Linked DNA regions of Sus scrofa: region 1 is linked to region 2. The links are chromatin contacts, called in public Hi-C maps. All regions are on one chromosome and are shown on one strand. Each heading gives the region's core, a stretch centred on a gene start, on an enhancer-like site or on the middle of the called end of the contact. The rest is flanking DNA. Distances are from core to core; before and after follow the strand shown.

Region 1 (6,107 bases), core at 3,261-5,760, 220 kb after region 2:
TCCGTTCACACATTACCACGGGATTTCTACGTGAGTCTTTTATCCTCTTCACGCATCCGCGCTTGGTCACTTCCTGTCTGAATCTCGACCTGCCGTGCCAAGAGCCAAACTCCAGAGGAAGTGACTCCACAGCATTAGCACCTTCTGCGGCACTAGTTGGACAGCAACTAGTTCTCTTTCTGGGTCAACTTTAAAATACAAATAGCACTTTGAGAATGTGATTTTTTGATCTGTTTGACCACAAGCTATTTGAGAGCTGAGTGTATTCTATTTACTGGGCAGGGCTGGGTAATACTTGCAACATCACAGGCACCACATGAATATTAGGAGAGGATGACCCTACACCTTTTTTTTTTTTTTTTTTTTTTTTGGTCTTTTCCTCTTTTTTAGGGCTGCACCTGTGGCATATGGAGGGGTCCAATTGGAGCTACAGCTGCTGGCCTATGCCACAGCCACAGCCACAGCAACGCAGGATCCGAGCCTTGTCTGGGATCCTTAACCCACTGAGCGAGGCCAGGGATCGAGCCCGCTACCGCATGGTTCCTAGTTGGGTTTGTTTCTGCTGCACCACGACGGGAACTCCATTTCAGAGGATGTCTCGTGGCCTGGAGACCACAGCCGCTCTGTGTTTGAGGCTGGAAGTTGGTACTCAGGAAGGAATCTGAGTGAGAATCTATGAGAGATTTTAATGCCGTGGAATAAAAGAGAAATGGATAAGAAAAATAAAGATGACATTATCAATATATATTTTTAGGCCCATATTTCTACCTTAAACTAAATGTTTCCTAAATCTATTTTTTAAGGTGGCAGCCACCATTCTTTTCCTTCGTGAAACATATTTAGAAAATTTAAGTAAATGCTACATGATAGAGATTTTGATGTCCATTTTAAGACATTTAATTTCATTCACAATTAAAGTAGAGATATCAAAGTCCAATTTCTAATTATTATCCTGTAAAGAACACACTTATATAACGGTATCTGCCAATTATCGACTACAAAGGAAATCAATACACATAACGCAATCCTTTGGCTTACTGTTTTAAGTTCATTTTCTTTAGTAGGGCATAGGGGATGGCTGAAATTACAAATGCCCTTTTTCTTTGGATGAATCTCAACCAAATATTCTGGAACGTCTGGAATCTTTCTCTCCAGAAAAAATAAACAGAAAAGGCACTTCTCAAGTCTAATGTGTGTGAACCTTCAGGAAGGCCTGGTGCGCTAGAAGAAGGTTTGCTGGTTAGTTGCCAAGAATCTTTAAGCAGTGGCCCCTACCTGTAACCTTGAACTAGTGTCTCAGTGCTGTAAGTCTAGTCACTTGATTGTGTCAGTTTTCCACAGCTGATCAGACTGTTGCTAGTTCCCTTTCTTTCCTTTTCATTTTGTCCTGAATCCACTACAAGTGGGCTACTCGACTGACCTTGCAATTGCCAAGGTCAGCAATGATTCTGCACACACAGTGGACTCCACTTACTCATTTAACCTCTCTGCTGCCTTCACTCAGGATGTGCGAGACCCTGCTTTGAGCTCGCCAGGCCTGTTTCCTTTTCCTCCAGGGCATACAGCCCAACCACATTTGCCAGCCTCTGCCTGCAGTGAGGTGGGGCTGCGTGACCAGATGCTGACCAGAGGAAAGTGACAAGTGATGGGTGACCCTTCCAAGCTTGGCCACTTCAGCTTACGGCACTCAGGATTCTCCACGCGTTCTCCCTCTCTCTTTGCAGAGGATCCAGCAGAAGACTCCAAGACCTTAGGGGATGGCACGGCCAGATGATGCAAGGACCCTAGGTGCCTGAATAGCTGCCGTGAGGTGTCCCCTCCCGGGCCCCACTAACTGCCGTGGAGTGTGATGTGATTACAAAAAGAAACTTTACTGCGATAGCCATTGAGATTGGAGTCCATTTGTCACGGTTAGAAAGATGTTTCCATCCTTCCTGGCTTCTGTGATGGTACCTCCTGCCTGAATCTCCACACATCCCTCTGTCCTTTCATTTCTCATTTTCTCACACTTCTCTGCTTATTCCTTAAATATGTCTTTATCTACGTTGCCATGGCCCCGTTTTCTTTTTCCACATACGTTCTGGGAAAAAGCTCACATACTCTCATGGGCTACTTCTGATGAGCTGAGGAGTCAGAGGAGTCAGTGTTGGCTCCTCTGCGCCAATTAACACACGCATTCTAATACCCGTAATTCCACAAGTGAGACTGACTTGCAGTTTCGATACCTAGAGGTGGATCGTCTTAGGGTGAGGCCCGAAGATAAGCCAAACTTGGACTTGAATTTACGGCTAGGCTAGTAGATGAATTGAATGTTCCATTTTTTTTTTTTTTTTTTTTTTTTTTGCCTGCGATTCAGAAGGATCGGAATGTGGAAACTCATGTTTTTATTGGAATGTGGACACTCGTGTTTTATGTTTCAAACATTTTTAAATGAATTACATTTTCTTTTTGTTTAGGTCATTTGACAGCACGGCTTTCTTTGCATCTTTTATTGGGAGATCCCATTCACTGGAAGAACTAATAGATTGGTAAATGGTGCTAATATTGTTAGGTTTTAACACAGTAACAATAGCCAGCCTTGCTTTCCTTTTCTTTTTTGTTTTCAAAGCTTCTTCACCAGGTGTATTCATCAGAGGATTCTTTTATTGCAGTGGATAGATGTGCTTTGTGAATTTTTTCCAGGGTCAAATGGTTTTCCACATCTTGATTTTCATTCTCAACCATAATTTCCTTTAATGTCTTTAAATATTTTGGCCTTGAGCCACATAATTGGTCCTTGGATTTTTAAAATTGTATTTTTTTAATAATAACTTACTCAAGCTTTCTGCTCTTATCACGTTTTCTCCCACTCATAGTTTTTGCCATCAATTCTGTTTATAAAGAAGTTCATCAACCATTACGTTTTACTTTAACAATTATTACTACTACTTTTTACTACTGAAACCACTGCTATAGTATTACAGTTTAGCTGCTTAATTCTAGTATCCACAAACAGTCCTGTATAAACAAGTTCCTGATCATGGTTGAGTTCGAAGTGGTTCTTTCTGCTGGTGGTATGCATCTGATACACATTGGTCAGTCAGTAGTGTACATTTTGTTGTTGTTGGTAACTGCTTTTGTAGTGATAGAAGAATTTCCATGCTACATAGTAATTGAAGTCCAACAGTGAACGATTTTCATGGATTCTGCAGATGGAACCCCCCCAAAGTGGCTGAAAACATACTTTTTTTAAAAAATCGTTTACCCATTTGTGTAAATGAAAAAGAAAAATCGGTATTTTGAAAGAGTCCAAAGAACTGTGTGACGTTGAGAAAATTCCTTAACTTCTCTCTGCCTCATTAGGCTGTAATGAAGTTGAATGTGTCAGAACAATGCCTGGTGCATGGTAAGCACTGGAAACTATTATTTTTAACTAATGCAGCAAGAATAAATACTTGTCATTCGGGAATCTGTTTGCTGATAATGATGAAGTCCCCATCTCATTCTTGACAAATGACTGCAATTACCGTGTATGCCTCGGAATGCCAATCATGTCTTGAAGGTTTCATGATAGCTGCAAAATAACCGAAGACCTTTTTTTGGATAAGAAAACAGAGATTCAGAATAGACAAAGAATTTATTAGGGCAGGATTAGCAGAGTCCTCAGGAACTTTGGGTTCATGTCAAACATGTTAGCAACTTCCTGTTTGCCAGTTTAAAAGCAAAGCCAATAGCGCCTCATCAGTGTTTCTCAAAGTGGTCCACGAAACGCTGGCCTCAGACTCTCCGGTGGATACGTGTTTAAAAAGTTTTCTAGAACTCTCCCAGGCCCTACGAATTCTTTGAGGGATTAACCAGTATCTCAGGTGCTTCTTACATAACTAACTTGGAGATGCACAGCACAGTCAGTAATGCAAGGAGAAAGGATCCTCCCAGAATGGAGCTGGACCAAACCCAGGGCGCCTTTTTTGGAGGGGCTGTCCCGTGACCTGAGATGCTACCCTGGATGCTCCGCTTGTCCATCCAGCATCTCCCAGTAACGGGGCCCTTGAGAGCCAGAAACCCTGCTCTGCCGTCACTCTACGGCTGTGACGGGCGCTCTGGAGGTCCTCAGCTGTTCTCCCCCACAGCAGGGAAAGAGACGGAAGGGTGGCACGCTCGTGGCTGTGGAACTCAGACCCGGGCCTGCTCCACCTTAAAGGGCCTCGGCCTGCCTGAGTGCTTGGGTCTTGCAGAGTTTGGGCACCACCATATTTGGAGCGTGCCTACTTTGGGGCGGGGACCTCCTTGAGAGCGATGAGGTCAGCGCAGGGGGAGGTGACCTTGTTGGGCTCCTGGCACCCGAGAACAGTGGTGCACTGTTGCCGCCGCCCCCGTCGGTGCCCGCGGCCCAGGCGCCGCGGCCGCGCGAAGCCGCCCGCGAGCTCGTCGCCGGCCGTCCCCGGGCCCGCGGCTCGGGGCGAGGCGGGAAAGCGGCGCGCGTGCGCCGTGGGCCCCGGGCCGGCGGCAGAAGCGGGGCGCGCAGGGGGGCCGTCGGAGCCGCCGAGCGTACAGAGCGGCGCGTGACGCGGGGACGCCGCGCGCTCCCAACGTCGCCCCGGTTTGACGCACACGGCACCAAACTGTGAGTTTCGGGGCTCCTTCGGTCGGGCTCGCCGGGCCCCGCGTGGGCTCCGGGCGCGCGGGCCGCGGCGGCGGCGGGCCTGGGGGGCGGCAGGACGCGGGGGCGCCGGGCCGCGGCGCGCGGGCCCGGGCAGCGCCGCCCCGGGCCGGTCCCCAGCCTCCGCAGGACGCGTCTTGCCGCACAGGCTAAGATGGCGGCGGCGGCCGAGGAGGCGGAGTTGGTGCCGCACAAGGAGCCCGGGCCCCGGGTTCGGGGAGGCGGCGGCCGCGGCGGCCGCGGGGGGCGGCGGAGCCCGAGGTGAGCGGCGGCCGCCGCCGCGGGGCGGGCCTCGCCGGGGCCGGGGGGCGGGGGAGGCTCCTCGGCGGCGGCGGCGGCGGCGGACCTGGGAGCGGACACAAAGGGGCTGAGCCGGGCACGGGGCTCGGGGGTTTTGTTTAGTCACATGCAGCCGAGCAGCCAGTGAGCGGCGGGGGGAAGGGGCCGAGGCCGGGCGGCCCGGGGCGCCGGGCGGGCGCCATTGCGATGTCCGAGCCGCGGGGCGGCCCGGCGCTGGCCGGCGGCGCAGGCTCCGGCGAGGAGGGTCCACACCCCGCCCCTACCGGGGGCTCGGGGCCGCGGGGCGCTCCCGCCCCCTGCCCCGCGAGCTCCTCAGCCGCCCGGTGCCCGGGCAGTAGGCGCAAGAGGTAAATCGCTCGAAGCGTTTGGGTGGCCAGGGGCTCGGTGGGTGTCCAGCTAAAGCTTTTTGCTTCTCCAGGTCTGATTCCCTGGCCTTTGGGTCCCTGGGAGCTTAATCTCTGCCAGAGGAAAGCAGGTGTGCTCCACTTCTCCCGTGAACCTGAAGATGAGTTGCCCCAGACCCTTCTCAGTGATTGGAAACTTAGGTGGTGGAGCTAACGGTTTCTTGTTACGAGACTTCCACAGACGACTCTCGTGGTGGGATCCATCCATGGTTTAGCGACATTAGTGGAAAACTTTTTTTTTGGAACTGTTTTAAGTATCGTTGATGCACGCTTAGTTGTTATCAAACTTGTAAATTCAGATTTTCGTGTGGTCATTTAAGAAGTCCTCAACGAGAAGGTCAACGCAGTTGGCGGGCCTGAATGATGGGCCTGTGCTGTATACACGTTAATAATTTCAACAGAAATAACCCAAACACCGTCATCGATCCGGGCCAGTCCTAACTAATGCCAGGCTCGTTGCATCCGGATGATAGATTAGATTTGTGCTAATGGTTTTATTGCTTCTCCGCAGTAGTGTAGTTACAATTTTTTTTTTTTTTTTTTTTGGTCCCACAAGAAAAAGAGTTTTTCCAAAAATAGACAACTCAAATTACTCAAAGAAAGGAAACCTGCTGTTTGCCTTCAGTGCCATGTGTAAGTATCCAGGGAACATGAGGGCAGCCATATTGCATGGATAGGTTTGGTAACAAACAATTAGTTTATATAAAGAAGTTGCAACTTAGACTTTTTAATAGGTGAAACATGAAGACTTGACCACTGTTACT
Region 2 (6,207 bases), core at 1,230-3,729:
TTCCCTAAGGAACAATGATCCGTTGATTCATTCATCCTTTTTCTATTTAAGCATCAACTAAATGCAGAGATGGCACTGGACTCTCTCACACCCAACAGTGCGTAATCCTCTAAACTTGCCTTTCCTCCCAAGAATCCCATCATATCAAACGATTCTTTCTTTTCTCGCTATTTCTCAGACATTAATTGTACAATTTTCAGATTCTCCCGAATGGTCTTACCTTTTCCAAATCGGACAATAACACAACACATTTCTGGCTGTTTTTTAGAGAAAAATAGTCCCCAAACGTCAACATTTCTTGGTTCCTGCTTTTCTAGAGCTATCAGCACTAATTTTCCAATATCAACTCCTCCTGAATGGAGTTTAAAAAGATCAGAGGTTACAAAGTAGAGACAATTTTGATTATGAACCAGAACCTGTGGCATCAATTGTGTTAGTAGAAAACTATCTTGTTCCTGTGAGATAAACAACAATTACTTGTCTTTTAAGTTCTTCAGACTTTCAGGAAACTGTGTGTGTGTGTGTGTGTGTGTATATACACACTTATTTATTTATTTATTTATTTATGTATTTTAGGGCCACACCTGTGGCATATGGAAGTTCCAGGGCTAGGGGTGGAATCGGCTTATGCCACAGCCATAGCAACTTGGTATCGGAGCCACATTTGCAACCTACACCATAACTCATTGCAATCCCTAATACTTAACCCATTGTGTGAGGCCAGGGATGGACCCCACATCGTCATGGATACTAGTCGATTTATTACTGCTGAGCCACAGTGGGAACTCCCAGGAAACTCTATTTTGACAATTCCCCCCACCCTTTTATTTGAAATGAATACCCCTTATTAGTCCACAGCATGCCCCCAAATGAATCAAAGACCTAAACATAAGAACTAGAACAGTAAAACTCTTAGAAGAAAACACTGGAGTAAATGTTCATGATATTGGAATTTGGCAATGACTTCATGCATAGGACATCAAAAGCACAGGTGAAAGAAAAACATCAACTGGACTTTACCAAGATTGAAAGCTTTTGTGCATCAAAGGATACTATCAAGAAAGAAGAAGAAAACCTACTGAAAGGGAGAAAATATTTGCAAATCATATATCTGATAAAGGATTAATATTCAGAATCTTTTCAAATATATAATTTAAAAGATAATAATAATAAAAAGATAATACAAAAAGTTGGCAAAAGGAGTTCCTGCCATGGTGCAGTGGGTTAAGAATCCAATTGCAGGGCCTCAGCTCATTGTGACAGTGGGTTCCATTCCTGGTCTGGTGCGGTGCGTTAAAAGATATGGGTTTGACACAGCTGCTGTGGTGTAGGTTGCAACTGTGGCTGGGATTCAGTCCCTAGCCTGGGAACTTCCATACGCCGTGGGTGCAGCCCTTAAAAAAAAAAAAAAAAAAAGTTGGTGGAGGACCTGAATAGACATTTTCCCAGAGAAGATATTAAAATAGCCAGTAAGCACTTGCAAAGATGTTCAGCATCATTAGTCCTTAGGGAAATGCAAAGCAAAACCATAACAGAGATACCACCTCCTATCTACTACGATGGTTATAATTTGTAAAAAATGGAAACTAACAAGTGTTGGCAAGGAAGTGGAGAAGTCAGAATCTTCTGCATCAGTAGTGAAACGGTAAAGTGGTCTGGAGTAAATCACATTTTGGTGATTTTTCAAAAAATTAAACTTGAGTTATCATATGACCCAGCAATTCCACTCCTAGATATATATATCTAAATAACTGAAAGCAGGGCCTCAGCGCAAATATTTGTACACCCATTTCTTTTGCCTATTTCTTTTTTTTTAAAAGGGCCACACTAGCGGCATATGGAGGTTCCCAGCCTGGGGGTCCCATCGGAGCTACACCTGCCGGCCTACAAGACAGCTACAGCAACGCCAGATCTGAGCCGCGTCTGCAACGTACATCACAGCTCATGGCAACGCCGGATCCTTAACCAACTGAGCTAGGCCAGGGATCGAACCCGTAACCTCATGACTCCTAGGCGGATTCGTTTCCACCCGCCACGCAGGGCCCTGCTGTTAATCAATTTTTGCAGCCCACATTATTCACAAGAGCCTAAAGGTTGGAAACAAGGGGTGAACGGATAAACAAAATGTGTATGTACATACAAATGGAACATTCAGCCTTAAAAAAGGAATGAAATTCCCACACTTGCTACAACGTGATGAATTCTGAAAACATTACAAATATGGAATAAGCCAGACACGACCAAGACTGTAGGATTTCCCTTCTACGAGGTGCCCAGGAAAGGCATTCTTAGGGAGGAAAGGAGAACACAGGTGCTTCCAGAAGGTGGGGAAAGGATTTTGGAGTTTTAGGCCGCAGTACCCGGAGAGCGATCTATTTAAAAGGAGTTACAAACTTCTGGAAGGAAAGAGGAGACGGTGGAAGGGAGAGAGGGGCCCGGCGATCCATCGCTTGGAGCTCGGCTGAGCCGGCCTGGGGGCCCGGCGGGTGAATCGGCGCTCGGCTCCGAGGGCCGCCGGGAGCTGGGAGCGCGGAGCCGGCCGCCCGCGGAGAAGGTGGGGCCTGGGGCCGGGCGTCCGGCGGGGAGGCGGCGGCCCGGCGGGGAGGAGGGGACGGGGAAGGCGGCCCGGCGGGGCGGAGGCGGGCCTGGAGCCCGGGGGCCTGCGCGCGGCCTTCGGAGCCGAGGGCGGGGCGGGCGAGGCGTGGCCCCGGCCGGGCGCGCGGCTCCTCAGCCGCCGGCTGTGTGAGGGGCGAGGCCGGAGGCGGCCCCGGCCGGGGCGGCCTCCCTCCGAGCCCGCGGCTCCTGCTCTGCCTGCGCGGCCCCCAGAGCCCGCGGGGGTATCCCCCGTGCGTCTCGGCCCCGCGAGGGCTGTGGGCGCGGGCGCGGCGGCCGGGGGGCCGGCTCGGGCTCAGCGGACACCCCACAGCCCCGGTGCGCTTCCTGCTGGAGCCTGTGACCCCGTGGGTCCCCCCGGGCGGGGGGCGGAGGTCAGGACCCCCCCGACGGCCTGGGTGCCCGAGGCTCAGAGACGCACGGTGGTAACTGGCTCCCAAGACCTTGCTGACTCTGTCCGGTTCCCTGCAGGCATTTCTGAGGGTGGGTCTCCCAGCAGGTGTTGGTCTCAGCGTCTTTACTGACTCCCAGTTTCTGGCAGATCAGTATTTTCTGTCTGGGGTTGTGTACGTTTGAAATAAGACTATTTCTGAGGGTGAAAATTGTAAGGAGTAACTAAAAGAGCTGAACATTTATATAGTAAGGATTATAGAAGGTAAGATGCCTACTGTGACCAAGTAACCAGTTAAGGTGCAGGTCCTCTCAACACTGAACAGATTATGCAGTCACAGAAACAGTATGAGTTATTTTAAGATCTGTTAGAGCAGAAGTGGACGCTTAAAAAATAAAATGCGTAATTCTATACCACATGTTGAAACTAGAACTTTGTAAAACGTAATCTAACGTGGAAACTTACTCAGAAAATCTGACTCTAAACCTAAAACTTAAAATTAATTACCCCAACATCTGTAATCTCCTACAATCATAAACTCATACTGAGATGTGGTGAGGTCCCTTGTAGGGCCTGTGTTAAAAAAAATTAATACCTAACGCAAGTGTCAAATTCATGGTCCTTTAGAAGCTTCTTGATTTCATCACATGAGTCCTGAATAGAAAAAAAATCTCCTTTTTAAATTGAAGTTTAAAGATTTGGGGGTAAAATTTTAAGTCTCAGAATTGATGGAAGATTATTTTTATTTTAAATTACGTGTATAGGAGTTCCCATTGTGGCTCAGTGGGTTAAGAACCTGATGTAATCTCTGTGGGGATGTGGGTTCCATCCCTGGAATCGCCCAATGGCTCAAGGACTGGCTGGCTGTTGTAGATGCATTGCAGATATGCTTAAGTCCCGTGTTACTGCGCCAGTGGTGTAGACCTGCAGCTGCAGCTCCCATTCCACCCCTGGCCCAGGAACTTCCATATGCCACATGTGCAGCTATGAAAAGAAAAAAAAAAATTTTTTTTTTTTTTTGGTAAAATGATCATTGCTAATGCATTTATTCCACAGTGAATTCTTAAGGACCATCTATTATGTGCCCGGCCCTGTTCTGGGTTGTTGGAGTATATTAGTGAGCAAAAAGTCCTTGCTGCTTCTACAGGGAGTGTGATAAACAACTGAACGTATAATATGCCAGGTATCAATTAGTACTGTGAAGAAAAATAAGGCACAATATGGGCATGGAGAATTTTAGATAAAAGGTGTTTTTTATAGGATTGCTTCAGAACTGTATACGTAATGTTTTTATTCTGAATCCAAATACATTACCTTCTTTTATGCCAGAACTAGAAATCAAACTGAAAGTTCTTTTGAAAATATTTGCTATTTATATAGAAGGTTTTTCAATTAGTTTATCTAATGATTTTTTTTTGGAAACACTTTTTTTTTTAGCGATTTTTATTTTTTCCATTATAGTTGGTTTACAGTATTCTGTCAGTTTCTGCTGTACAGCAAAGTGACCCAGTCACTCTCTCTCTCTCTCTCACACACACACACACACACACACACACATTCCTTTTCTCACATTGTCCTCCATCATGTTCCATCGCAAGTGACTAGATATAGTTCCCTGTGCTATCTCATTGCCCATCCACTCCAAATGCAATAGTTTGCACCTGTTACTCCCAGACTCCCAGTCCATCCACTCCCTTCTCCTCCCCTCAGCAACCAAAAGTCTGTTCTCCAAATCCATGAGTTTCTTTTCTGTGGAAAGGTTCATTTGTGCCATATATTAGATTCCAGATATAAGTTATATTATATGGTATTTGTCTTTCTCTTTCTGACTTCACTTAGTATGAGGGTCTCTAGTTCCATCCATGTTGCTGCAAATGGCTTTATTTTGTTCTTTTTTATGGCTGAGTAATATTCCATGGTGTATATATACCACATCTTCTTGATCCATTCATCTGTCGATGGACATTTAGGTTGGGAAACACATTTTTAACTTGTTTTAGTAATTTTGTTTGCATTTTCTTTTAGAATAAAGAATTCAAAGATTTTCTACTCAAATTCTGAGGTAGCATAGCCATGTAAAAGTGGTCTGGTGTGTTTTAATTTGGAAAACTTTTCTTGTTGTTTAAAAATTATATAGCTCTCCTAAGCCTAGAAAGGGAACATTTTATTTGTTACTTTTTGGATAACATAGAAACATGATTGGCCTTTTTATTTATGCTTTATAAGGTAATTGTTTTCCACTTCTGAAATCCTCTGCTTAAATAAAGATGTGAGACTAGGCTGGCAACTTTTGAGTGACTCCCTTCTGCTCCCACTCTCTCATCCTAGGCTTCTGTTCATACAGTGAAATTGTTTTAGATGTTTATACAACTACGCTAATTTATCTAAACTTTTATGATTTCATTTTCTTGGTGACGGAGCGATAATAAATTTTTCAATAAATTGAAAAAAACAAAGGTCAGTTAAGTTAAACAGATGGAAAGGGGAAGATCCCGATAACTAAATCAGTGAAAAACTCCACAGTATAATGATGAAGGAAGAACAGTCTTAATGTGGACACAGGTTTAGCTGTCTTGTTAGCAGCATTCTGTCAAGGGCTGCACGTGGCAGCCTTCCTCTTTCCCGTGAGGTCCTTGCGCTTCAGGGAGGATGACGGGACCAGCTCCGACTGGGGAGTAGAGATTTCGCCACGAGGTGGCACTCAGAGCCTTTCTTCGGTTTTAGTTTCCAGCCTAAGGAAACAGCTAAGGAAAGATTTGCAGTGTGTTAACTATCCAGAATAAATAGAAACGTGATTTCTATTTTATGATTTGTGCGTCTTATTTCACGTTTTGTCATATAGAATTTTTCTATCACGTTTCAGAATTTAGGAAAAAATTGGGTTGTAGTATTGATGTGCGGGGGAAGAATTGCAATGTTACAAGAATCTGCAGAAGTGGTCCTACTGTCTCCTATCAAATTTGAGGCTTTGTTCGTATAAAATAGATTTTTATTATATTCCCAGGTAGCTAATGCTGAATGCTTTTATCCTTTACATTTAGATAACATCTCTGAATGTAAGTTATCTTTTAAAAAGGGAATGTAAACATATATATGTTATATAATATGAATGTAAATATATGTGTATATATTAAACTCTTGAATTTTTTTATTTTGAACAAGTTCAAACATATATGAAAATAGAGAACATCACAAGGAACTCC

Evidence for each region. A called contact is a pair of places that touch in the nucleus more often than the background predicts.
Region 1: a Hi-C map of embryonic fibroblasts shows a contact between it and region 2, with 1.6 times the contacts expected there. The contact joins the promoter of ZNF644 here to the promoter of HFM1 in region 2. A contact is called at or near these places in 3 of 47 Hi-C or Micro-C datasets (embryonic fibroblasts, heart right ventricle and skeletal muscle).

What each region holds. Positions count from the first base shown.
Region 1 is chr4:125,735,815-125,741,921 of Sscrofa11.1, forward strand. It overlaps ZNF644 (zinc finger protein 644), which reads left to right and starts at 4,511. Exons shown (of 4, transcript XM_021090290.1): 1 at 4,511-4,603.
Region 2 is chr4:125,519,821-125,526,027 of Sscrofa11.1, forward strand. It overlaps HFM1 (probable ATP-dependent DNA helicase HFM1), which reads left to right and starts at 2,480. Exons shown (of 40, transcript XM_021090252.1): 1 at 2,480-2,554.